Regions from separate parts of the Mus musculus genome. Here region 2 is linked to region 1. Evidence: chromatin contacts called from public promoter capture Hi-C data. All regions are on one chromosome and are shown on one strand. Each heading gives the region's core, a stretch centred on a gene start, on an enhancer-like site or on the middle of the called end of the contact. The rest is flanking DNA. Distances are from core to core; before and after follow the strand shown.

What was found. Promoter capture Hi-C pulls out the DNA fragments that hold promoters and counts their contacts.
Region 2: a contact with region 1 is called in a promoter capture Hi-C map of embryonic stem cells, with 4 times the contacts expected there. The contact joins the enhancer-like site here to the promoter of Hoxb1 in region 1. A contact is called at or near these places in 17 of 39 promoter capture datasets (the 3T3-L1 cell line, the C10 cell line, the HPC-7 cell line and 9 more), 3 of 484 Hi-C or Micro-C datasets (the G1E-ER4 cell line and embryonic stem cells) and 10 of 115 datasets of contacts at active chromatin or transcription factors (astrocytes, differentiating embryonic stem cells, embryonic basal ganglia and 7 more).

What each region holds. Positions count from the first base shown.
Region 1 is chr11:96,364,294-96,367,227 of GRCm38.p6, reverse strand. Hoxb1 (homeobox B1) reads right to left here and starts at 1,470. Exons shown (of 2, transcript NM_008266.5): 1 at 837-1,470; 2 at 1-417. The coding sequence starts at 1,401. The coding sequence ends at 89.
Region 2 is chr11:96,734,666-96,737,773 of GRCm38.p6, reverse strand. The region is part of intron 10 of Skap1 (src family associated phosphoprotein 1); the gene reads right to left. Among named protein-coding and RNA genes, the nearest start is that of Snx11, 41 kb to the left of the region's middle. Within about 2 kb of position 1,658, at least 24 of the 459 cell types and tissues checked have an H3K27ac peak or open chromatin away from gene starts, as enhancers often do. A contact at or near this core is called in hippocampal neurons, where this site is marked.

The DNA of each region.
Region 1 (2,934 bases), core at 221-2,720:
GAGGAGGGTCACCAAGGCTGTGAAGTTTGGGAAAGTCTTCGAGAGAACTGGTCAAGCGTTGGAAGCCCAGTTACTTAGGAAGTTCAATTCAAGAGGTGATGGAACTGGGCGAGGCTTCTGGGGAGGTGCACGCGGACTGGTCAGAGGCATCTCCAGCGGCTTCCTTTGGGCAACCTGGGGGGCCTGCAGGCATCCTGCCCCCCTCTCGCTCGCGTTTCTTCTGCTTCATGCGCCGGTTCTGGAACCAGATCTTCACCTGCGTTTCATTGAGCTCCAGGGTGGCGGCGATCTCCACCCTCCGGGCACGGCTCAGGTATTTGTTGAAATGAAATTCCTTCTCCAGCTCCGTCAGCTGGCGCGTGGTGAAGTTTGTGCGGAGACCGCCGGGAGCGCCCAGTCCCAGCTCGGACACCTTCGCTAGGGGCGGGGCAGGGAGAAAAGCCACGTCAGTTCTCTCACCTCTTTCTCCCTCCCGTCCACTCCTCCTAGTTCAGGCTTGGTCCTCATTCATCATCTACCCAATGCAGATCCTATGTGGCATCACACACCCCCTCCATTAGTAATTACAAAATCTAGAACCAGCCTTCCGCCCATACTCACCTTCAGACAAGAAACGTGAAATACTGGTTCCAAACTGGGCGCACAGACAAGACTGCGGAGACCTCCTTCGGGAGGAGGTAGCCCCGAACTTAGCCCGTGGGAAAATATCTGCTGACTTGAACCCGGAAAGTACTTACCTGCCAGTAAAAGCAGCTGAAGGAATGAATGAAGCCCTGGCTCAGGCCCCTCTGTGTATGCCCGAGCCAAGGAGAGGAAGTGGCTCCTCTGAGCCCTACCTGTCTTAGGTGGGTTTCTCTTGACCTTCATCCAGTCGAAGGTCCGGGGAGTGAGAGTGCTGGGTTCTGACGAGCAAGGCGATTCCTTGTCCTCAGAGAGGAGGTCGTAGGCTGATGCAAAGGTTGCGGTCTGCTCAGTTCCGTATGGGGGCTGCGGCGGAGGATATGGCCCTGAGCCGACTCCACCCGCTCCATAGCTGTCGGGCAACCCCCCTAGCTGGGCTCCGTAGCTCGACGGATGAAAATAGCTTCCATCTCCTTCCGACTGACCCACAGAATAATACTGAGAAGGCCCATAGCTGGGGTTGCAGGCGGCTGGGGCGTACCCCGAGGGAGCGGGGCTGGGAAAGGACACCCCCAGGGATGACGGCGGCTGCTGGACAGGATACCCCGAGTTTTGTTGGAGCGCTGAGCTAGGCAGCCCTCCACCATAGCGGCTCTCCCCTGCGTAGCTGTCAACGGCCGGAGCTGAGCAGGGGGGAAAAGAGGTTGGGGCGCTGTAGGCGCTGGGTCCCCGGTTACAAAGTGGGTACTCTAAAAAGGAACTCATCCTATTATAGTCCATGTAGAGGCCGAAGGAGGGTCGGGCCGTTTGGGGGAGACACCCTCTTGCCCTACAACCTTTCGGCAGTATGTCACAGAGCTGAAGCTTGAGCCCATGGCCCGGGCCAGCTTGGCCCCGCCAGCGATCCCCTAGGAAGGGGCTAGGGAGTGGGGGTGGGGGGGCACATGTGATCTCTCCCAGGCCAATGGGCTAAGCGGGCCAGAGTTTGGCAGTCCCAGCGCCCATCCATCACCCCCCAATCATTAGCATGACAAAGACACTTCAATCACTCTGAGCCCATCCATCTGAGAGCGACATGGAAGCGTCAAAAACATCTTTCTTCAAAGACTTTTTGGAAAGAAGGGACCAGAGGGAGGGGGGGGAGAAGTTGGAAGAATATTCAAGACTTTTACTCCCCTCCCAACCCCCCAAGGCCTTCAATAGGTTCTTGGATTATTAGATTTGGCCAAATTCAACCCAGCTGCCCCTCACTCTCTTCTCCCCTCAAAGAAGCCTACCCCCACCCCAAGGCTGTAGGGCTAGAGACTGGAGAGCCAGACTCCTTACTTATCCCAGAACCCCCATTCCATGTTTCTTTCTCCCAGTTTGTCTTGGGATGGTGTTCTAGGACAGCCTGGTTAGGTCTGTTATCTTGGGACAAAAGGATGACTAGGAAGGGAGAGGGAGACTGTAAAAACACCTCAGGGTGTGAGCCAGGGGTCTAAAATCCAGAAGAATTCATGACAAATCAAGAGGAGGGAAAACGATGGCATTTCAAGGGAACAGGAGAAGGGAAATGGAAAGGTGGAGGGAAGATGAGGGACGCCTCTCTCCATCTCTCTGCATAAACGCTCTCTCCTCATTCGCGAGGCCATTTCTCTCCCTCAGCCTCTCTTTATATTCCCTCTGTCTCCATTCATCTCTGTGTTCGTCCATCTCTCTCCATATTTATATTCGCTCCCTACCTATCCATCAACTCATCTCTCTAGATGTATTTATCCTTTCTCTAGCCATCCGTAGCTGTAGCTGGCTCACTCACTCAGACTTAAATAACTCCCTATATCTCTCCAGAGAGCAGCAATGAAGAGAGCCAGGTGATATTTACAGATGGGTGAGAAGGAAGCGAATTTTTATTCTCTTTTCAAAAGTGTTCAAAACTAGTAAAGATCCTCTGCACTTCTCTGGTCTCCTCCCTGACACCCCTCCATTATCTTTAGTTTCCCTAAAAGTTTCTTTTTTTAAGTTCCAAGCCTCAAATACATAAATCCAAGGCTAGTTAAGTCTCAAAGACTATCCAAAATTTCCATGCATGTTCTAGAATAGATAAAGGGAGTTTAGTTTGCTCAGAGAATGGGAGAATTGGTGTAGAGCTTCTAAACTAAGGCTTAGAAATGGATCTCTCTCTCTCTCTCTCTTCCTTCCTTTCTCTCTCTCTCTCTCTCTCTCTCTCTCTCTCTCCCACTCTCTCTCTCTCTCTCTCTCTTTCTTTCTTTCTTCCTTTCTCTTGGGTTAAGATCAAGGGAGGGAAAACAGGAAGAGCCTTGCTCACTCTCT
Region 2 (3,108 bases), core at 409-2,908, 370 kb before region 1:
AATCCTTCCTTTAAAGCAATCGAAGGGATTAACTTAGGGGTTTTTATGAGCGGTGTTGTCACATTCAACTAAACACACCTAAAAGAGGAAATATCATTGCACGTTCTCTTTCTCTCTCAAATAATATACAGATTTTTTTTTTTTTAAAGAAAGGAAGGAAGGAACAGCCCAAGGGAAGAGAACGGTCTATATTCTTAAGTAGTCCTTTAAGGAGGTAAGGGGGAAGAAACCCCTGGGTTTTTTAAGTCCCCTTACAACAGGCATTATGTTAACACAGCCCAGGTATGCCCGGCCAGGCCTGCTACATTTAGGCAGCGGGAGCCAGAGACAGCTGTTCCATCCCAGGTAACAGAATCTATCCTAGTTCATAGAAAGTCCATCTACCCACATGAAGAGCCTCATGATACACTGTTTCCACCAGCTAAGATGTCAGCCCAAAGACGGGCACTGCAGAGCCCTGAAAAGACCTTCCTGTCCTGGCTAAGCCATCACGTATCAACCCTAAGGAATGCCCAACTTGTTGCTCCAATGCTGATTCCCAAAGAAATAAGGCCTTAGAGCCTTATCAGTGAAGGACACAACCCAAGCTTCAGAGATGCATCCTTCTGGCTCAGTTTACCTCCACAGGAGGCAAGGGGTATGTGGCTCTTCTAGTTTCCAGTTAACTGTGTTTTTCCTTTCGGTTTTTGAGACAGTCTCAATATATGTCCCTGGCCGGCTCAGAACTTGCTATGTACACCAGGCTGCTTTGGACTCAACAGAGAGATCTACCTGCTTCTGCCTCAGTCTGCAGGGATTAAAGGTGTGAGCCTCTACACCCTACAAAGTTTCTCCTTTTTATTTGCTGGGCCGCTCATGTTACTGCCATAAATCAGTTCTAGAACTGATCTGTTTCCCATTGGCCATTCAGTGATGTGGTATCTCAGACAGCAGAAGCACCTATGCTATTTAGAAGGAATGTTTTCTAAGGGAAAACCTTGCTGGCTGGAAGTCAGGCCACTTCCCTGACAGGAAACTTGTGACTTCTCTAATCCAAACAGAGGCATCTTACTTATCCTTTAAGAGGCCGGAGAGTGGATTCCAGAGGGCCCTTGCAGCCCTCACATACAAGGAGCTAAGCCAGGACACCATGTCCTCGCCCCGAGAGTGATTCAGCACCTGCCCTGTCATGCATGGTGCTCAGACAGAATGGATTTTTGGAGTACACCTGTTGTTGAACCCCTGCCAGGTACTGATGGTCACTAACCCCCAAATCACTTTCCCCCCTGCTGTTGATGCTTGGAATGTCGGACAGGACCGAGCGGCAGCCGGTGTGTATTTCAAACACAGCAGATGGATTTTTATATTAGCTCCTATTTCATGTTCAGGCAGAGCGACCGCCACACTAAAACCACACAGCCTCAGTGCCGCCGAGTTTGCTTCTGTGAGATTAATTCTGTGAAATTAATTGGGACAAGATTGAAAAGGAAATTAAAATGCAGCCGAGTGAACAGGCCTCTCAAACACCTTTTCTCTTCTCTGTTCAAACTCGAATTCTGCGGTGGTCGCCGGCATCGTGGGAAGTAATTTACGAGGGGCAGGCTCTCAGGAGTGATCCGTTACGTATGAGGAGACCTGCACCAGCGCCACAATCTGGAGCCACTGAAAAGCGCTAAACCGCCCTGCTGTGTCTGGCGCTGTGTCCTGGCTCCTCCAGGGGGAGGAAGAGAGGCTCTTACCAGCAAAAGCCGCTCAGAAATCTCTGGGCCCAAAAGGAGTGCAGGAACATCCGCTGGATGTTCACATCCGCTTCGTTATTAAAATCTTTCTCTAATATATTTTAAGATCCAAATTAGAAGTCAGCGAGTTAAGTGGGCATGAAGCGGCATGGGGCCTCGGAATGTTTGGATGTGCTGAGGGGCGGTCCGCGGGAGGGCTCTCTGCTGCTGTGTCCTTGTTACTGCTCCTGAGATGGGTACTTGGCTCAGGCCTCTTCTGGAAGAGAGCTTTGGAGACTTTCTGGTGTCAGTGATGATATTTCTAAACCACAAAGACACAGTGGATTTCCACATAGGCCTCTTCACTGGGTAGTGAGTGTTCTTACCTACGTGAGAGAACTTTATTTTGTGTCTCAACCGATGGAGCTTCTGAGAAGTTCTTGGTGTATGACCATTTTTCTCATTACATATATATATATATATATATATATATATATATATATATCCAAAAGGAATTAAATTTGTTTATATGTGTGTGCGTGCGTGTGAGTGCCACAGCTTGTGCATGCGCATGTGCCAACAGGCAAGCATGTGTCGCTCAGGGGACAACTTCTGGGAGTTGATTCTTTCTTCCTGTCATGTGGGTCCCAGGGATGGAACTCAAGGGGCAGGCGTGGTGGCAGGCATCTTCAACCACAGAGCCATCTTGCTGGCCCTCATTTTGCTCTACTGTATCAATGATTTAATGAAATCATAAGGAAATGCCCAACACAAAGGGTCCTTTTGGTGTAGTGTTAGTGGATGGGAAGGAAGAATATAGGAGTTGTCATTACTTAAGGGGTAAATATGCCTTAACATACATTCTCTGACCACAACCCTATGAATGGAAACTATCCTACTTTTTACAGATAAGGACATTAAAGCCTAGAATGTTTAAGTGACTTTTTTCTTTTTTGTTTTTTTTTTTTTTCGAGACAGGGTTTCTCTGTATAGCCCTGGCTGTCCTGGAACTCACTCTGTAGACCAGGCTGGCCTCGAACTCAGAAATTCACCTGCCTCTGCCTCCCAAGTGCTGGCATTAAAGGTGTGTGCCACCATGCCCGGCTTTTTTTTTTTTTTCAAGGTTACACAAATAACCTACCTGAGTATAGGACAAGTGGTAGGCTGTTTGGATAACTATGAAGTACATTTCTTTATCTATCTATCTATCTATCTATCTATCTATCTATCTATCTATCATGTACTATATTTATGTATGTATGTATATATATATATATATATATATATATAATGTATCGTGTATGTGTGTGTGTGTGTGTGTGTGTGTATTACAGGGCTGGAGATCTGGGTCAATGGTTAAGAGCACTGCCTACCATTCCAGAGGATCCGGTTTCAATTTCCAGCACCCATA